Linked DNA regions of Capsicum annuum: region 1 is linked to region 2. A link is a contact called in public Hi-C data. All regions are on one chromosome and are shown on one strand. The core of a region is the stretch at or near the end of the contact, and the rest is flanking DNA. Distances in the headings are between cores, read along the strand shown. Region 1 overlaps LOC107850173. Region 2 holds the start of LOC107850430 (violaxanthin de-epoxidase, chloroplastic).

Region 1 (2,705 bases), core at 46-2,545, 410 kb after region 2:
GAACTATGAAATACAAATACAATTGTAGCAATGAATACAAAAATACAAATGATGGTGTGAATACAAATATAAGAAGCGATTGTGGGACTTTCGTTATCATTTGTGACTTATGCTCGACATAGCCATATTTTTTGAAAATACAAAAAAATAAAAAAAAACAAGAAAAGAGAAATAAAAATATAAAAACGAAAACCTCAAAGAAAAAAGGAAAAAAAGAAAAAAATGAAGAAAGAAAAATAGAAAGTTACAGATAGAAGAGGGAAAACGAAAAGAAAAAAAAGTGAAAAGAAAGAAAAGGATAAAATAAAATAGGAAAAAAAAAAAGAAGAAATAAAGAAAAAAATATGAAAACGAAGAAATGAAGGAAAAAAAAACGAAAAAGGGAAAAAAAAGGTAGAAAGAAAAGAAATACAAAAAAATTAAAAGAAAAAATTAGAAAGGAAAAAAAAGAAAGAGAAATAGAAGTTAGCGATGGAAGACAGAAAAAAAAACGAAAAGAAAAAATTGAAAAAGGAAAAAAAAAATGTAAGTTGAAAAAAAATCAAAAAGTTAAAAAAATAAATAAAAAAATTACGGTTAGTACAAATATAATGAGTGGTTATGTTGTATCCATCATTATCCATGACTTATAATCGACATAGTCATAGAGATAGAAGAAAGGAAAAAAAAAAAAAGGAAGAAAAAAGAGAAAAAGATACTATCAATTGTAATTGTGAAAATTATCCTAGGAACACTCTCATTTTGCAACCTAGACTATCTTTGTAACTGTTCCTTCAAGTTATGTGGAGATGCTTGGAGGATGAGGCCGAAGCAACTAATATTCGATGCCTATAAGTTAGTCCCTCTGTACCTTTTTACTTGATCTCTTTATTTTTCGAGAAGCTAAATTAGATTAGATTATTTTAATTTTTTAAAATTAAAATTTAGCTATTCAAAAATTATATGAAAAGTACTATAAATTATATTTTCTTTTTTAATTTGATTAAAAAATACATCTTAAATATTGATTCAAATCTGTATTCTTTGAATCTTAAAAAGAAAAGAAAACAAATAAAAAAAATGGAGGGTGCAGTATAATTAATAATTCAAATTATTTTGAAAAGAATTACTGAAAGAATCGCATTAAAAAATTAGTGCTTTGACTCCAAAGAGTAACAATTTTCAAGTAAAATGAGATGTACCAATTACGATATCTGACCTATCTATTATATCGTAATGTTTTAGAAACTTCCTTCTATATATGTGGTTTATTGATGTGTTCTTACAAATCATAACGATTCCGACCGGCAAAAGTTGAATCTATCCGCAGTCAAGACGTTCTTTAAACTAAGCAATGCTAATGGATACGCCATCCAACCCAAACCCTTACGAGTTATGACTTGGACGGTTCAAATTGGGCACCTAAACGAATAGAGGATTTTCTTTTCTTTTTTTTTGTTTGGCAAAAAAAGAGAGATATTGGAGCAGGGCAAAAGAATCACTTCATTCATGAAACAATTATGACTTCGTGAACTCAAAAAAGACGTGCAAACCAAGTAATCTTAATCTTCCTCTGATGTCTTATCACCTTGCCACACGGCCTGCGTGCAACCACTTTCTCATTCTTGACAAAACGAAACTGAGAAAACTGCGAGTACTTGAAGAGAAACGAAACGACAATAAGGAAAATACCAAAAGCATTTCGCCAGGACCACCTCAGGTAGATTACATGCCTTAATAACTTCTGTATCCAATGCACGCAAAAATCATCATAATCAAATTTCCTTAAAATCACTGTCCTACATAATGTACATTCAGATATTTAACTCACAGACGAACACCATGCTGCTCCCAAAAGAATGAACCCCCCTTCTAATTGTAATGAAAATTATACAACAAACAGTAAACACCATCGTATTCAACCACTCCCAACGATCCTCAGGTCATAATGCATCTGAATCCATAATGTGCGTAAGGCGCAGCACAGAAGAAAGTACTTCAGCACCTTGGAGCATCGCATTCAGTACGTGTTGTGCTAAGAAAGTATTATAAACAGCTACGCCAAAGAGAGCAAAGTCAGCAACCTCTGCACAGATTGGTAACCACAACTTCAACAATCAGATTTTGAGCCAATTTCCACTCATAACACAAGATCCTAGAATCTCTCAGAACATTCAAGAGAAGAGAGTTTTGAATGTGCAGATAAGTAGCAGCTATTTCTTGCCTTCGTTCATCCACACACCTACAACCTTAATGGAGCAGAATCATTCTCTAATAATGATATCACCACTATCAGCTGCTAAAGTCGACCCCTTGTTGGCTAATGAATGAAGCATTGACTGGGCAGCAATCAACTTTTCCCTGAGCATCATATTATATTCAAAGAGATTTTGCAGATCTTTCTGGAGATTGGTCATACTTATATGATCAGCAACCTGCAATTCTGCAGAACAAAAGCAGTGACATCACCTTCGGCAAACACTACACGTTTACACAATCTCATATCGCTCTCCTGATTCACTATTTTACCTGTGGCTTATCACTTCATTCACAATCGATATAGCTGAAACGTCAGATATAGCTTCTCTACTGCACTTCTTTAACACAGCGCTGATTTGGTAAAAAGAACCTTACCCACTGGTAGCACAATTGGCTGCTCAACTACAACGAATAGTCTACTGATATACAGAGTTTGTTGATACTCTAAACTATGATCTTCCAATTAG
Region 2 (2,700 bases), core at 83-2,582:
AAAGGCTGATCCAATGATGAAATATGTATGAAAAAGTTGTAGCTATAACCTATGAAACATCTGAAAGATAGAGTCTGTCATTACCTCTAGCAACAAAAAAATTATAATTAACAAATTCAAAAGCTGCGAAGCCGACACCCCTCTTAAACCAAACTCATTAGCAATCAAAAGCTACACTCCATTTCCTAACACTTACAAGCCTGCTCCAAATATAGATCAGTTAATTAGTCTCCAATAGCCCAAAGCTTGTTACAATAATCTGAGAGGTTGCATTAAGATTAGGGTGATCATTCTAAGGTCAAGGGACTAACTTTCATGGAACCAAAAGCTTTTGATGAAACCCACGAAAGAGAGTAAGTTTTTCTTTTCCTTGTTCTGTGGATGAGCTCCAAACCAAAGACATAGCAGATCTGAATCCATCGGGGACTTTGGTATTTAAATGAGGTTATTTTAGTTGGGGTTTTGAGGTTAACAGAGAACCACATTGTTGGATTCATAATGATATTGTCCTGAAACTAGGCTTTAATAAACCAATGCCCAGTCAAATTCATGCATTCAGTTTGCTCTTATTATTCGAGCACTGTGCTTCAGCTATTTCAGCAATGATTCACTTTGCTCTTATTATCAGAGGTTGTACTTCAGTTGTTTCAGCAATGAGATTTCAATAAAACTATCCAAAGCTACCCTTTAATACTTATCTACATACTCAAAAACATATTAAGCACTTGATTTATTCCGTCTCACCCTGACTTCCATGTCAGTTTTCAACCTCCCACCCACATTGGGGATATGTGCATTTAAAAGATCTTTCATACTGTGTCCATACTGTGTCCAATCCCAAAATTGGTTCCATACATATGACCAGCAACGAAAAAAAATAAATGCAATAGCTAAATGGTGATGGCAAGGCAAGTTAAGGTACATGTAATATAAGTGAAAAGTCAACGAAGAACCACATTCAATCATTAAATGACCAACGTGTTCTTGTACGAAGCAATTCACAAATTTCTGGACTGTGGAGACATTCCGACATGAAGAAGTGAATATGTTATAAATAGAAATCTCAATAACTCACCTCATGTAAATAGAGTGCTAAGCAGATTGAACATTGAGTATAAGGAGTTTTGTGGGGTTTGTAATGTTTTCTTTTATCTGAATTTGGGTCTTTTTAAGTGTGAACAAGTTGAGTGAAGGGGAAATGGATGGAGGAGGATAAGACATCTTGTGATAATTAGTTTAGCAACGTCACCACATTTCTTGTTTCCCTGCAAACCGGTTTTCCACTTTTTTTTTTTTTTTTTTTTCAATTTGCAAGTTTTGACAACTGACATTTGCTTAGAAAATTAAGCGGCCGTTTGCCTATAAAAAATATTTCTTTTTTCCAAAATTTCTTTTACTTAATTAAAATTATAGTGTTTGGTCATAAAGTTTTAAAAATTATTTTAAAATTATTTTTTAAAAAGTAAAAATAGATTTATGTTATTTTCACAATTTTTCAACTCTAATTTTAACTTTTATTATTATTACATATAATTTCAATTTTTAAATTTTTTACACAAAATCCTCATAATATTTATAAGTTCTAAGTGTTCACTAATGCAATCAATGATAGATTTTTTTTTCATAATTATTGATTGAACAGTGATTAATACAAAAATATCATCATCTTTCGGTTGAGATTGCATCTAAGACATTTTTACATTATCTTTCTTCAATTTTGTTTCAACATCTTGAGTTAATTCTTGCAATTGGGAAAACTGAAAAGTGATTTAAGAACAAGCGAGGACCTAGTGAAGATCCAAATAAAAAAACAAATGATGCGTCTAATAATGCGTCTTAGCAAATGATCCAAATCAATCATTCTATCTCTTGTAGCTCTAATGCTTGTTAAGAGAGTCATTAGTTGTCAATCTTTGTTTTCGAGTGCTATTTTCTTCGTTAATGCAAACTTGGTTCGAGTAATGAAAATGTCTATCTATAAGAACCGCATTTGGTTGTATGTTAGTAGGTAAATTAGTAGTTGGGTGATTTTGAGTCTTTTAAAGTTGAGGGCATAAAATCATATTTAAAAGAGATTTTTCAAAAGTCTAAAAAAATCTTTCAAGAAGACATGGCCAAACACAACTCCAACTCCAACTTCGATTTTTTTTAATTTTCATGGCCAAACGGCGACAACTTTGGTCCTCGATGAAACCCACTTAACAGAAATAATCCCCTATGCAAAAAGTGGACACTTTTAGGGGTCGTTCTGTAGGGCGTATAAGATTAATGTAAAATATTGTCTATTAGTAATGGTTGCATAAGTTATGCTTTTTTTTTCTTATGTAGTGTTTGATTTGTTGTATTAAAAATAACATGAATTGCATAATTTTAAGGGACAACTATGACTTTAACCATACTAATGCATGCATTAGACTCCACTGCATTACTAATACCATGGATATCTATGCATTAGTAATACACACCTTAATACTAAATAGAGTGTATGACTAATGCAAACATAAGTAATACATTAGGATGCAGAAGTGTACCAAACAAGATATTAGTAATACACAAAGCTAATGCAAGCATTAATTTTTTAACACACTCTACCAAACGACCCGTTAATCTCTACCCCTAAAACTAACGGCGAAGGTAAGTAAAAACTGTTAAACTTAACCAAGCATTCCACTCCCTTGGCATGAACTTCATCGACACCCC

The links. Hi-C and Micro-C count contacts between places; a contact is called where the count stands out from the background.
Region 1: a contact with region 2 is called in a Hi-C map of leaf, with 2.8 times the contacts expected there. The contact joins the enhancer-like site here to the promoter of LOC107850430 in region 2. A contact is called at or near these places in 2 of 5 Hi-C or Micro-C datasets (bud and leaf).

Annotation. Positions count from the first base shown.
Region 1 is chr12:151,181,291-151,183,995 of UCD10Xv1.1, forward strand. It overlaps LOC107850173, which reads right to left. Exons shown (of 7, transcript XM_047400423.1): 6 at 2,204-2,422; 7 at 1,680-2,065. The coding sequence ends at 2,244. Among protein-coding and RNA genes, the nearest start is that of LOC107850173, 56 kb to the right of the region's middle. Within about 2 kb of position 1,296, at least 3 of the 5 cell types and tissues checked have an H3K27ac peak or open chromatin away from gene starts, as enhancers often do. A contact at or near this core is called in bud and leaf, where this site is marked.
Region 2 is chr12:150,767,465-150,770,164 of UCD10Xv1.1, forward strand. It overlaps LOC107850430 (violaxanthin de-epoxidase, chloroplastic), which reads right to left and starts at 1,333. Exons shown (of 6, transcript XM_016694947.2): 1 at 1,076-1,333. It overlaps LOC124889955 (a small nucleolar RNA gene), which reads left to right and starts at 1,598; the gene lies at 1,598-1,684.